Linked DNA regions of Mus musculus: region 2 is linked to region 1. The links are chromatin contacts, called in public Hi-C maps. All regions are on one chromosome and are shown on one strand. Each heading gives the region's core, a stretch centred on a gene start, on an enhancer-like site or on the middle of the called end of the contact. The rest is flanking DNA. Distances are from core to core; before and after follow the strand shown. Region 1 holds the start of Trim5 (tripartite motif-containing 5). Region 2 holds the start of Timm10b (translocase of inner mitochondrial membrane 10B).

What was found. Hi-C and Micro-C count contacts between places; a contact is called where the count stands out from the background.
Region 2: a Hi-C map of B cells shows a contact between it and region 1, with 6 read pairs. The contact joins the promoter of Timm10b here to the promoter of Trim5 in region 1. A contact is called at or near these places in 1 of 39 promoter capture datasets (pre-B cells), 1 of 484 Hi-C or Micro-C datasets (B cells) and 1 of 9 other capture datasets (adipose tissue).

Annotation. Positions count from the first base shown.
Region 1 is chr7:104,283,630-104,289,422 of GRCm38.p6, reverse strand. Trim5 (tripartite motif-containing 5) reads left to right here and starts at 1,317. Exons shown (of 8, transcript NM_001310602.1): 1 at 1,317-1,342.
Region 2 is chr7:105,636,575-105,642,318 of GRCm38.p6, reverse strand. Timm10b (translocase of inner mitochondrial membrane 10B) reads right to left here and starts at 1,874. Exons shown (of 3, transcript NM_019502.3): 1 at 1,697-1,874; 2 at 1,462-1,557; 3 at 473-1,291. The coding sequence starts at 1,726. The coding sequence ends at 1,115. It overlaps Arfip2 (ADP-ribosylation factor interacting protein 2), which reads left to right and starts at 1,903. Exons shown (of 8, transcript NM_029802.4): 1 at 1,903-2,074; 2 at 2,854-2,994; 3 at 3,214-3,310; 4 at 3,992-4,110; 5 at 4,279-4,500; 6 at 5,041-5,198; 7 at 5,334-5,508. The coding sequence starts at 2,896.

The DNA of each region.
Region 1 (5,793 bases), core at 68-2,567:
GAGCTCATTTAGGGTCAGTCTATCTGAAAGGAAGAAGAGTATAAGACAGTTGTAAGTATATGAAATAAATTCAAACTACAGAGTTATGTCTGCTGTCACTCATCATTCCATATATCAGTAGATCAGAGAATGTAGGGAAATAATTAGAGAGGCAAACAGGAAAGGGGATGAGACAGGTGATGGTGGCTTCTCCAACATTCACTCACACAACTGACTTTCTTTAATTAATTTGTGATTTATTGATTGATTCCTCTCTTTCTTTCTCCCTTCCTTTTTTCTTTGGAAAGCTTCAGGTGTTTCCCACGCCATCCTGATGTCAGTCACCATGGCTGAGGATGGCTTTGACCTCCTGATCCTCATGCAGCCAGCTGCAAGGCAGTGGCTTCCTGTGCCGGTTTGAATAACCATGGCCCCAAAGGCTAAGATCTTTTGAATACTTGGCTCTCAGCTATCAGGACACTGTTCAGGAAAGATTAGGGGTGTGGCATTCTTGGAGAAGGTATGGCATGGGTGCAAGCTTTCAGGATTCAATAGATTCTGACCAACACCACCATTCTCTCTCTGCCTCAGGTTTCTGTCAAGATTGTGTCTCCAGTTGTGACTTCTCACTTTCTGCTCCAGCACCGTGTCTCCCTGCCTGTTATCAGGCTCTCCACTGTGGTGGTCATGAACTCTAACCCATAGGAACTGTGTGTGCCAAATTAAACACTCTACTTGTAACTTGTCCTAGTCATGGTATTTATCAGAGCAGTAGAAGAGTAAGGAAGATAGACCGCAGGGGCCACCACAGCTGGTTTTGTACACTTCTGAGGACCATCCCAGTGCTCCATGCTTGATAGGTAAGCACTATGTCAACTGAACCTCATTCCCAGCTCTACAGATTTCCCCCTTCTAATCCATTAGTGCTGAGTCACTATATAGGTGTTCAATACACCTCTAAGCCAAATAGGAACCTCCAAGACATTCTGGTGAGGGACTCCTAAAAGGGAGGAAATGAATGGGTGGATCAGATCAGCACTGGAAAAGGACTAAGTCTGTTCGTTCAGCCACATAATACATAATCTGGAGGAGACCATGGGGCAGCTGGTGAGCCCTCTACAGCTCATTACTCTCTGCTGTGAGGGTGGTGAGGTGTTTCTGCCTGGCTCTGCACATAACTCCTCCCCAGTTTCCAGAGCCAGCCAATGCTGATATGAGGGTAACTTCCTCAGTCAGTGGGGTTCTGCAGGCTTATGCAAAGGCATCTCATTGGTCTGTAGAGTTGTGGTTTCTGTTTCATTTCCAGAGCTCAAACTTTCCTTTCTCTAGATTTTAGCCGGAAATACCTTGAAGTTCTGGATTGGTGAGTTAATTCTCCCTGGTTTACAACTTTCTGGCGTCTGATAACGGGCTGAGCAATTTTAGGGGGCAGACTTTTGAAGACTTTGAAAGGAGAACATTGCTTTTGCTTGGGTCAGTTTATCCTGTAAAAGCGGGGGAGGGGAAGGGGGAGGGGCTACTGGCCTCTGTTTGAAAATGCAAATGGGGGAGCTTGAGGGAGGTGCCTCCTCAACAACAACAACAAAAAACCAACAACAACAACAAAAAAAAAACTACTTTAAAGATGCCTGTTGTCCAGATTTAGTCTCCCCCTTCCGATTCACAATCTGTAATTTTGAATTGTACCTTGTCGACGAGATCCAGAACATTGTTGTCTATGACAGTCATTCTTTTTTCAGGCAGCAAAGCTGGATCAGAGCCTCTGCTTTTTAAAGCGTTTTTGTTTGATAAAGTGGTACTTCCGCATACTCTAGAGCTTTGGTTCTTTACCGGATCGGACCCGTTTGAATGACCTTTTCACGGGAGTTTCACTTTAGATATCTCGCATGTCATACATTCATATTATGATTCACAACAATAGAAAAATATAGTTAAGAGGTAGCAAAGACGACAGTTTTATGGTTGGGGTCAATACAACACGAGGAAGTTTTCTAAAGAGTTGAAGCATTAAGAAAGTTGCAAAATACTCCTCTAAGAGTCCCAGAGTTTCTCTCAGTTTAGTACCAGAGACTGAGAGCCTGTTATTTAATCACCGACCCTGTTTGACAGTCCCAAGCCCGGGAATAACTTCAGCTATTTCCTTCTCCTTCAGATATTTTCTCCATACCAATATAAACTTCAGCCCAGCTTGAGATTCCAGATACACAGGAGGCAGAAGGATTATAAATTGATGGCCATCATCAGCAACTCAATAAGACTCATTCATAGAATATTTTTTTAAAAGACATCTGTGACTTAGTTCAGTGATAGGGTACTTTTCAAGCTTTGGGTTCAGTTCCCACGCAGAGGGGAAGGGGTGTTTGAAGATGGGAAAACTACTATGAGCATGCTCCAATGACACATCTGAAGATTTTCCCCGAAGTGCCAGCTTTTGTAAGGTTTCTTGGAGAGAGGATATGTTTTATGTTGCCCAGACTGGTCTCCAGCTTTTCTGACAGCCCCACTTCCAAGTCTCTGTAGTGTCAGGAGCACATGACTGCAACAGCCTCTTTCTACCTTTAAAGAATGAAAATTAAATTTTTGTTTGATGTTAAAAATGTCAAATTAAAAAAAAAAAGTTTGAGAGAGAGATGTGTGATTAGGGATATCATGGCTTTGCTCAAGCTGATCTAGGTGCCCAGAAGACATCCTGTCAAGGTTGATTTTGTGGGTTTTGCTTTCTCAACAATTGGTTCTTGTCCCTGTTCATAAGCCAGTGCTTTCATTCTTGAATTTGCTTGAGTTATCCTCCTCTCCCCTCCTCTCCCCTCCCTCCCCTCCCCTCCCTCCCTCCCTCCCTCTCTCTCTCTCTCTCTCTCCCTCTCTCTCTCTCTCTTTCTCTCTCTTTCTCTGTTAGTGTGGCTATGAATCTGTTTCCTTTCTTTTCTTACATATTGTCTTAAAGACCAGAACTATGAGCAGCTGGGCACATGCTTTTAATTCCAGTACTCAGAAGGCTGAGACAAGAGGAACATTGTGAGTTCTAGGCCAACCTGGTCTACATAGAGAGCTCCACAACAGCCAGGGCTACATAGTAAAACCCTGCTCCCAAAATGAGAGAGGGAGTGGGGCGAGGGAAGGGAGAGAGAGAGACAGAGAAGGACAGAGACAGAGACAAAGAACAACAGCTCAGATTATTCATTACATTTTCCTTGGGTCTTTCTCATCAGCTTTCTCTTCCCTTCTGATAACTTTTGGTTTAGTTATTTTTTGTCTACTTGCCTCAGGCCAAGTATTAAGTTATTTACTTGAGATAATGTTTCTTTGTTTAATGTAGTCCCAGCAGGCTTCCCTCTTAGACTATCTAGACTGCTGAATTTGCTGAGATGTGTGCTCCCCTCTTAGACTGTCTGGAGCATAGAGTGGAATGCTGAGGTGTGTGCATCCATCGTCATTTCATTTTTCAAAAACCTCCCTTTGATTTCTTCTTTGCTCATTGGTTTAGAGAATGGTGTATAATTTCCATATTTGTGAAATTTTTTTCCAAATCTCTCTTTTGATGATTTCTAATTTCATACCATTGTGGTTACAAAAGATGTTTCATATAATTTCACTCTTGATACTTTATTAAAACCTCTTTTGTGGCCCTTCAGATGATCCTTCCAGAACAATGCTCTCCATGCGTATGCTGCTGTCATTGGTGGGAGTGTCCTATGGCAGTTCAAGATCAGTTCCTTAATGACATCCTCTCTGCTTTCTTTTCTGCTTCATCTTCTTTTTTTTTTTTTTTAAGATTTATTTATTCATTATATGTAAGTACACTGTAGCTATCTTCAGACACTCCAGAAGAGGGCATCAGATCTTGTTACAGATGGTTGTGAGCCACCATGTGGTTGCTGGGATTTGAACTCCGGACCTTCAGAAGAACAGTCGGGTGCTCTTACCCACTGAGCCATCTCACCAGCCCCTGCTTCATCTTCTTGTGGAACACTCGTAAGAAGTATACTGATTTTCTAAATAATGCCCCATAAATCATCATCTTTGTTCTTGTCATGACCTCTGTCTTTGACATGACACTGTAGGAGTGATGGTATTCATTTATTTATCTTTTTATTTTTAAAAACATTTTAAATTCTTTTATTATATTTTTCCCCTTCCCCAACTACTTATTACTCACCCAATTTCATGCCTACTCTCTTAAAATTTAAAAATCAGGTTTCTCCAATGATGTGTTGCTGGGTATATCAATGACCCTCCAAGGTAAGCCCCATGCCCAGGAGTAGTTGGTCAACACAGATGGATTCCATGTTTGTTTGTTTCTTTGTAGGGTATATTAGGGTATTTGCTTTTGTCTTACTGTTTGTTTTTGTTGGTGGTTGGTTGGTTGATTGGGTTTGTATGATTCTTTTTTGTTTGTTTGTTTGATTGTTTTTTCTGGTTTTTGGAGACAGGGTTTCTCCGTGTAGCCCTGGCTGTCTTGGAACTCACTTTGTAGACCAGGCTGGCCTCGAACTCAGAAATCCACCTGCCTCTGCCTCCCAAGTGCTGGGATGAAAGGTGTGCACCACCACTGGCCAGCTTGTATGATTCTTTTAAGTGGGCTGATTTCAAGTTGATAGACTTTTTGCTTGATCATGTATCGTATTGATTGAATCTCTCTATTGCAGGATCAGTTTCACTCATTTGAGCTATTAAGCTCCAGAATTTCAGTGTTCTTTCCTATTGCATTATTGATTTTTGTGTTTTTTCTCATTAATTCTTATTTTGGAATGCAATCAATGATTTCTATTCTTTGGAGTCAATTACTAGAGTATGATAATAATCTTTTGATAAAATGATGTTTCTCTCTTGTGTGTGTGTGTGGTTGTGTGTGTGTGTGTGTGTGTGTGTGTTCCTGTGTTAATGCTTGTATCATTATGGAACAACTATCTCCTCTAAACATTTCAAGGTAGATTCTATGTGGAAGGACTTATATATTCCATATAAGAGTGGCACTTAATTAGGTATGATGGCTCTGATTCTAGCTAGGTACAGCAGTAGAGTCTTCATACAGGTAAGTGAGCAGGACTGAGTACTTACCAAGTCTGATTGTGTCTGTGGCCTGATGTGAAGTAATTTATGGCAATGTCAGTAGCCATGCAGGTCATTAGCATCATCAGTAGTAAGGATTTTGAGGGGCTTGATAATTTATCTTTCCCCAAAGTATGAGGCCAGTGTTATGTTCTCAGAGGATCTGTGGTGTCAGGAGCATGTGAAATGAACCACTGTGGCATTTGGAAACTACTCAGTGAGTTCCTCACCACCAAGCTTCTGATAGATGGAGATTACCACAAAACATGACCTGAGACCCTCACACACACCTTAGCAACTCAGGTCCAAGGAGAAGGAATGTAGTAGCTACGTATGGCCCTGACTCTGTAGCAGGGCAGGGCAGAGCACCATCATATGTTCAGGAATGAAAAAGAGCTCTATATAAATGACAAGTGAACTGAAAAGGAAGTCAGGGAAACAAAACCCTTCATAATAGCCTCAAATAATATAAAATATCTTGGGATAATTCTAATCAAGGAAGTGAAAGACTTGTATGATAAAAACTTCAAGTCTTTGAAGAATCTGAAAAAGGTATCACAAGATGGAAAGATCTTCCATGCTTAGGGATTTGTAGGATGAACTAGTAAACATCGTCATCCTAGCAAAAGCAATCTACAGATTCAACTCAGTCCTCATCAAAATGCCAATGCAATTCTTTACAGGCTTTGAAAGGACAATTTTCAACTTTATATGGAAAAAAGGAAAAAAAAAAGACCCAGAATAGCTAAAACAATGCTATACAAT
Region 2 (5,744 bases), core at 625-3,124, 1.4 Mb before region 1:
AGTTCTTGCCTGGCAAGCACAAGTACTTGTGCTCCATCTCCTGTAAAACAGTAATAAATGCAGACCCCATGCTGTCGCTTGCCCTGCAGGCTGTCATCCTTGAAGCCCCACAAGGTGGTACATGCCACATCCTCCTTCCTTCCCCATCTCCACACTAGGAATGAAGTCACAGAACCGGCAGCTGCCAGGAAAGGACTCCTCCTGAATACACATGTGAATCCCACAAGAGGGGGTGGGGAGTAATGAAACAAGAATAGAGAAGCTGGCATCAGAGCAGTTACAGTGAGACTAGTGTAAGGCACAGGGTAGAGAGCTGAAACTAGATTAGACAAGCAGTCAAACCCGAAGAGGAGGGGCACAGATGGCATTTAACCATCCCTCCCTAACACCATCTCCCTCTCCCTCGAGTTCTCTTCCTGAGGTTTGACCAATGCTGCCTTCCTGACTGACTCTGAAGACAAGAAAGCACTTCTTTGTTTAAAGTCTTTATTGCTAATTTCACAAAGGCAGGAAGTACTAAGAGAGTAAATTGGGGAAATGGTCAACATTCCTGAATTCTTAGAGGCTTGTCTTTGTTCTGTTGTCACTGACCTCCTAGGAAGCAGTGGCTAAAGCCTAAGGGGGTAGAGTTTTCTTCCTGCTTTTGTTGTTTGGTTTTACCTTCTTCCCCTAGGTTCACAGCAATTCTTTTTGACAGCTGAAAATAAAAACTAGTTATGAGTCAATGTATATTCAGGTCCTTGAGTTAGTCCCAAGGACAGCCACTGAGAGCTCTCCTTTTGGAACCAATTTCCCATTGCTATTACTAACCTTAAAGCTCTACCCATAATCCCTGCTTTTGCTGGGGTGCTGGGAATGCTGAATTTGTCCTTCTACACATAAGAAGGCACTACATCAACCTCCAGGGCTAAAGGCAGTACACATGCACTAGATGACAGAATAAAGGCTGGTACCCATAGACAAATAACCAGACTGTAAAAACGGGTTTATTGGCTCCAAGAAAAGGAGCAACAGCACCCAGCTTTCAAGCTCAATCTCTCTGTACACATTTAGATAAGCCCAAGGTCCATAGAGGAGCCCATCCAAGCACCTTCTCTCCAGGGGCCAGGGACGGCTAGCTGCCTGATGGCGAGTCTCTGGTCTGTTCTGCAGGAATACCTGGCGCGGCCGAGGCAGCCTCGTAGTCCGCGATGCGGCGCTGGACCAGGGCGGGCATGAGGTGCACGTAAGCGGCCATGAGGCGGTGGTTAGAATGGATGAGTTTCCCAGCACAGCTGTGCAGGCAGGCCTCCTGGAAGGAAGACGGAGGGAAGTAGAAACTAAAAGGGGTCCAGTCAAGCCCGCCTCCTTCCTTCCCGGTCCCCAGCCTAGGAGTGAGGTCAAGAAAGAGGGAGAAGATGGGGGGCTGGGGGAGGGTGTCACGTCACGTTGTCAACTCTGGGACCCCCACACTGTCTCCACCTCCTCAGCGTCCAGAGCTCGGTGGTGCAGGCTGGGCACACAGCGCTGGAAACACAGTTCTGTCATCCGATTGTAGACCAACAGGAAGTCTCGCAACTGAGAGAAAAGGGAACCACGACTTCACCACCGCTAAGGCTCCCCGGGATGCACAGCCCGTCTCCCCCTCGGGTTCTTGCGTGTACCCCTGGAAACAAACTGCACGTCTAACCCAGAGAGCAACTGCGCTCTCACTCACGTTTCTCAGTTGCTGCTGCTGCTGCTCCATCACGCCAAGGGCGCACAGCCCTAGTCACTTCCGCCCGTGGCGGGGTGGCAGGGTGGCGCGGGGTTGGGGGGGCGGAGGGGGGAGGTTAGAGCTCTCAGAGTCGCCCCGGAAGTAAACTCTCACTACTCCCCAAGAGCTTGAAGGCGTAGCTCCAGGCTCGTCCTGCCCACAACTGCAAACGTCACTTCCGCCCTTTTTCTCTGCGACGTGGCCGGCTTCTTCTGCCCAGAGAGCATGTCACTTCCGCCAAATCTCTGACCTGCTGCTAGGATCGCGACGAGAACTGGAACCCGAGGTCCCCGCGCGGTCCGGGCCTCGCGCCCTGAGGGGAAGAGCGGCCCGGCCCAGGTGAGAAGGACATACTTGGACGAAGGGAAGTTGAACGCACGAACCTGTACTGAGGGCAAAATGCCCTGAGCCCTTGGCAAGGATGAGGACACACCTGATGCCCAGGTGTATGGGGGTGGGGGGAGCCCCTCACATCTGGGAGGCTTCAGCTGACTTTGGAAGGGATTGCCCGTGTCCTGGGAAAGAGAGCCTTTCACCTGACACCAGGAACATTCACTAACTGCTTCAACCAAGGCCTGCTGGGGAGGGCCTAAGGGAGTCAGGTGCATGAGATGGAGAAAGGAAGAGCCCAGACCGGCTGAAGGAAGAGGGGAAGGAACACCAAAGAATGTGAAAGACCAGGATTGTAGAGCATGCCTGAGTGGCAAGTGAGAGTCTGAGCCTAGGAAAGGGTTCTGGTAAACATTGCCTCTGCAGGGTTAAGTTCCCAGAGAGCATAGACCTCCCCTCTGGTCCTCACTGCTATAATCCCATTGCCTCAGTATCTCACTCATAATAGACACTCACTAGATAGTTGTTGAATGACTGAATGCATGAATGGTTACTGAAGGCGAGGTAGGGGGGTTATGAGAAGACACCCGAGGCTTTGGTATGCATGCATCTGTAGAGATAATGTCCTCAGAAGAGAAGAAACACACAAACTCAAGGAAAGCCGTGGTGGCTGATCCCAGGACACCCAAGCCCAAAGACAACCCCTGAAACCTCTGAGAACACAGGGAAGGCCTCCTTGTTCTGGAGTGCTGGCCAGTTTCCAGAATTGTCTGTGTTGGGCTTTACAGCGTGCTGGGGTGGAGACCTTGACTCCAGTCCCTTCCCTAGCCATGACGGACGGGATTCTAGGGAAGGCAGCCACAATGGAGATTCCCATCCACGGAAATGGCGAAGCTGGGCAGCTTCCTGAAGACGATGGGCTGGAGCAGGTGCTTCTGTTTGATTCTTCTCATTGTTTTGTTATACATTCCTGACTTATAAACCTTTAATTTCCCCTGTCCCGGTAGCCTTCAGTTAACTAAACTCCTTCATACTTTTCAAATCTTCTTTATGGTTCTGTACAGACTTTACTATGCACTGTCTCCGTCCCCAAAATGTTTCATCCATCCCTGTGTTCCTGAGGTGCCCCCCTCTTCTCTGACCTATAGGACCTCCAGCAGGTGATGGTGTCAGGACCCAACCTCAATGAAACTAGCATTGTGTCTGGTGGCTATGGGGGCTCTGGTGACGGACTCATCCCCACAGGTATGAATGATAGAGATAGGCTTGAGGGGTGGGGTGTTGAGACAGTTTGCAGGCACATAGACACATACAGGAAAGCTTGACTCCTGGACTGGAGAGCTTGCGAACTGCTGGTGTGAAGTTCATAGACAGTCCAGTCCCAGGCCAGCTCCCAGAGTTGCCCATCTGCCTCCCACTGGCCAGTCAGTCTCGAAGATAATCTCACTCGTCTTCTCCTCCTTGCCGCCACCATCTGAGCCAAGTTAAGACCTTAAGGTTATGAGCACTCAGGAGCTTAAGGCCAGTTTGGAGCTTTGTGAGGCTTCTCAGAGTTTCATTTTAGACTCTTTTACTGGCTAGAATTCTACCTAGAAATATAAGCCAACTTCTCTGTTTTTCTGTGTTCACCATCTTTGATCCTGCCAATCGCACATGTCATGTTTGCTTCTATTCCCGCTTATCTCGTACACCAACAACACTCCTACCCTACTCCAAGAATGCCAGATACATACATTGAATTGATTTGGTTGTCAGGACATGAGTCCTTGTTCCCCCTAGTGACCAGAAGAATGCAGTTGTCTGTCTAGATAGTCCTTCTTCAGAGAGGTCATTTCGTGTGTTTGGGGGGGTGGGGGGGAGGAGTGAGCCACAGAAGTGTATGGTTTTATCTAAGAGAAACTGGTGTCAGAGAACTTGGTCCTTTAGGGTCTGGCCGACATCCATCTCACAGCACGTCACCCTCTGGCCCTGGTGACGAGGTGGCCCGGGGCATCGCTGGAGAAAAGTTTGACATCGTCAAGAAATGGGGCATCAACACATATAAGGTAAGATTCAAGTGCTTCTCCTCAGAAATTCTCCGTGGGGACCTTTTCCCTTTCCCCAGGTCTTACTGTGTAGTCTTTGCTATGACTAAGAGAACGGGGGTGCTGGAGTAGTTCATTGTTGGGGTGGAGTTTAGATTTCTGACCTCACCCCCCCCCCCTTCCAATCAGTGCACAAAGCAGCTGTTATCAGAGAGATTTGGCCGAGGCTCCCGGACTGTGGATCTGGAGCTAGAGCTGCAGATTGAGTTGCTGCGTGAGACGAAGCGCAAGTATGAAAGTGTCCTGCAGCTGGGCCGGGCACTGACAGCCCACCTCTACAGCCTGTTGCAGACCCAGCATGCACTAGGTGATGCCTTTGCTGACCTCAGCCAGAAGTCCCCAGAGCTTCAGGTGCCTCAGCCAAAACAAAGAGGGTGGGGGTACTGGGCCCTGGTCCTTCCAGGCAGGCTTTCCTCAGCCTCCCTCCCTCCCTCCCTCCTGCAGCCCCCAGGGAGAACCCCTCTGGGGTGCGCCCAGTCCTGCCCCCAGCATCACTCACCTATGGAGGCAGCCTAAGGGTTTGTACAGAGGCCCAGAAGTTGGAAGGGTTGTGGGAGAGGGCTCACCAGTACCTCATAAGTAACCTGTCTCCACATCATCAAGAATGCCTTTGGTGCTTGGCCTAATCAGATTCCCTCCCTGCCTGCTGCACTAGCTCTCCGTGTTCTGTCTTGTAAACTCACCTAAGAACTCGTACTCCCCACACTCTTACCTCAGGCATCGCCAAGGGACCCTACTAACTTTGTGGCTAAGAGAGCCTTGCTAGAGGCAGTCTGGTTGTTGTAGTTTTGATGGCTGTTTCTTCTTTGGGATGGAGGGATATGAAGGGCTCTACAGCTGCAGTCAGGTAAGGAGTGTTACTCAATGCCTGTGCCTCCCTTCTGCCCTTAGGAGGAATTTGGCTATAATGCAGAGACACAAAAGCTGCTGTGCAAGAATGGGGAGACGCTGCTAGGGGCTGTGAACTTCTTTGTCTCTAGCATCAACACACTGGTCACCAAGACCATGGAAGACACACTCATGACTGTCAAACAGTATGAGGCTGCCAGGTGTGGGCCCACGGTTTGGGAAGTTGGCTGGCATGGGTGAAAATGCAAACATTAGGGGCATACAGATTCAGAAAGGAAAGGAAATATGAGTGTGGATGAAGAGGTGGAGACCAGCCTTTATCACCCCCTTCCCAGGCTGGAATATGATGCCTACCGGACAGACTTAGAAGAGCTGAGCCTAGGGCCCCGGGATGCAGGGACTCGTGGTCGACTTGAGAGTGCCCAGGCCACTTTCCAGACCCATCGGGACAAATATGAGAAGCTGCGGGGAGATGTGGCCATCAAGCTGAAGTTCCTGGAAGAAAACAAGGTGCTGCCCTACTCCCTTGGTCCTAAGTCACCTAAGTCCTAAGACACAGTACCTATCCCTTCAGACCCTTCTGATTGTTGGGTGCGGAGCTGCCCCTGGCTAGGGAGTGGGTTGTTCCCCTAGCCCCTTGAAACCTGAGCACTTTCAGTTCACCCTCCTCATCACTGGCTTCTAGTCCCAGTAGCATAACTGAAAAAAACATTGCCCCTTGGCTGGGGTTCCAGAACCCTAAACCC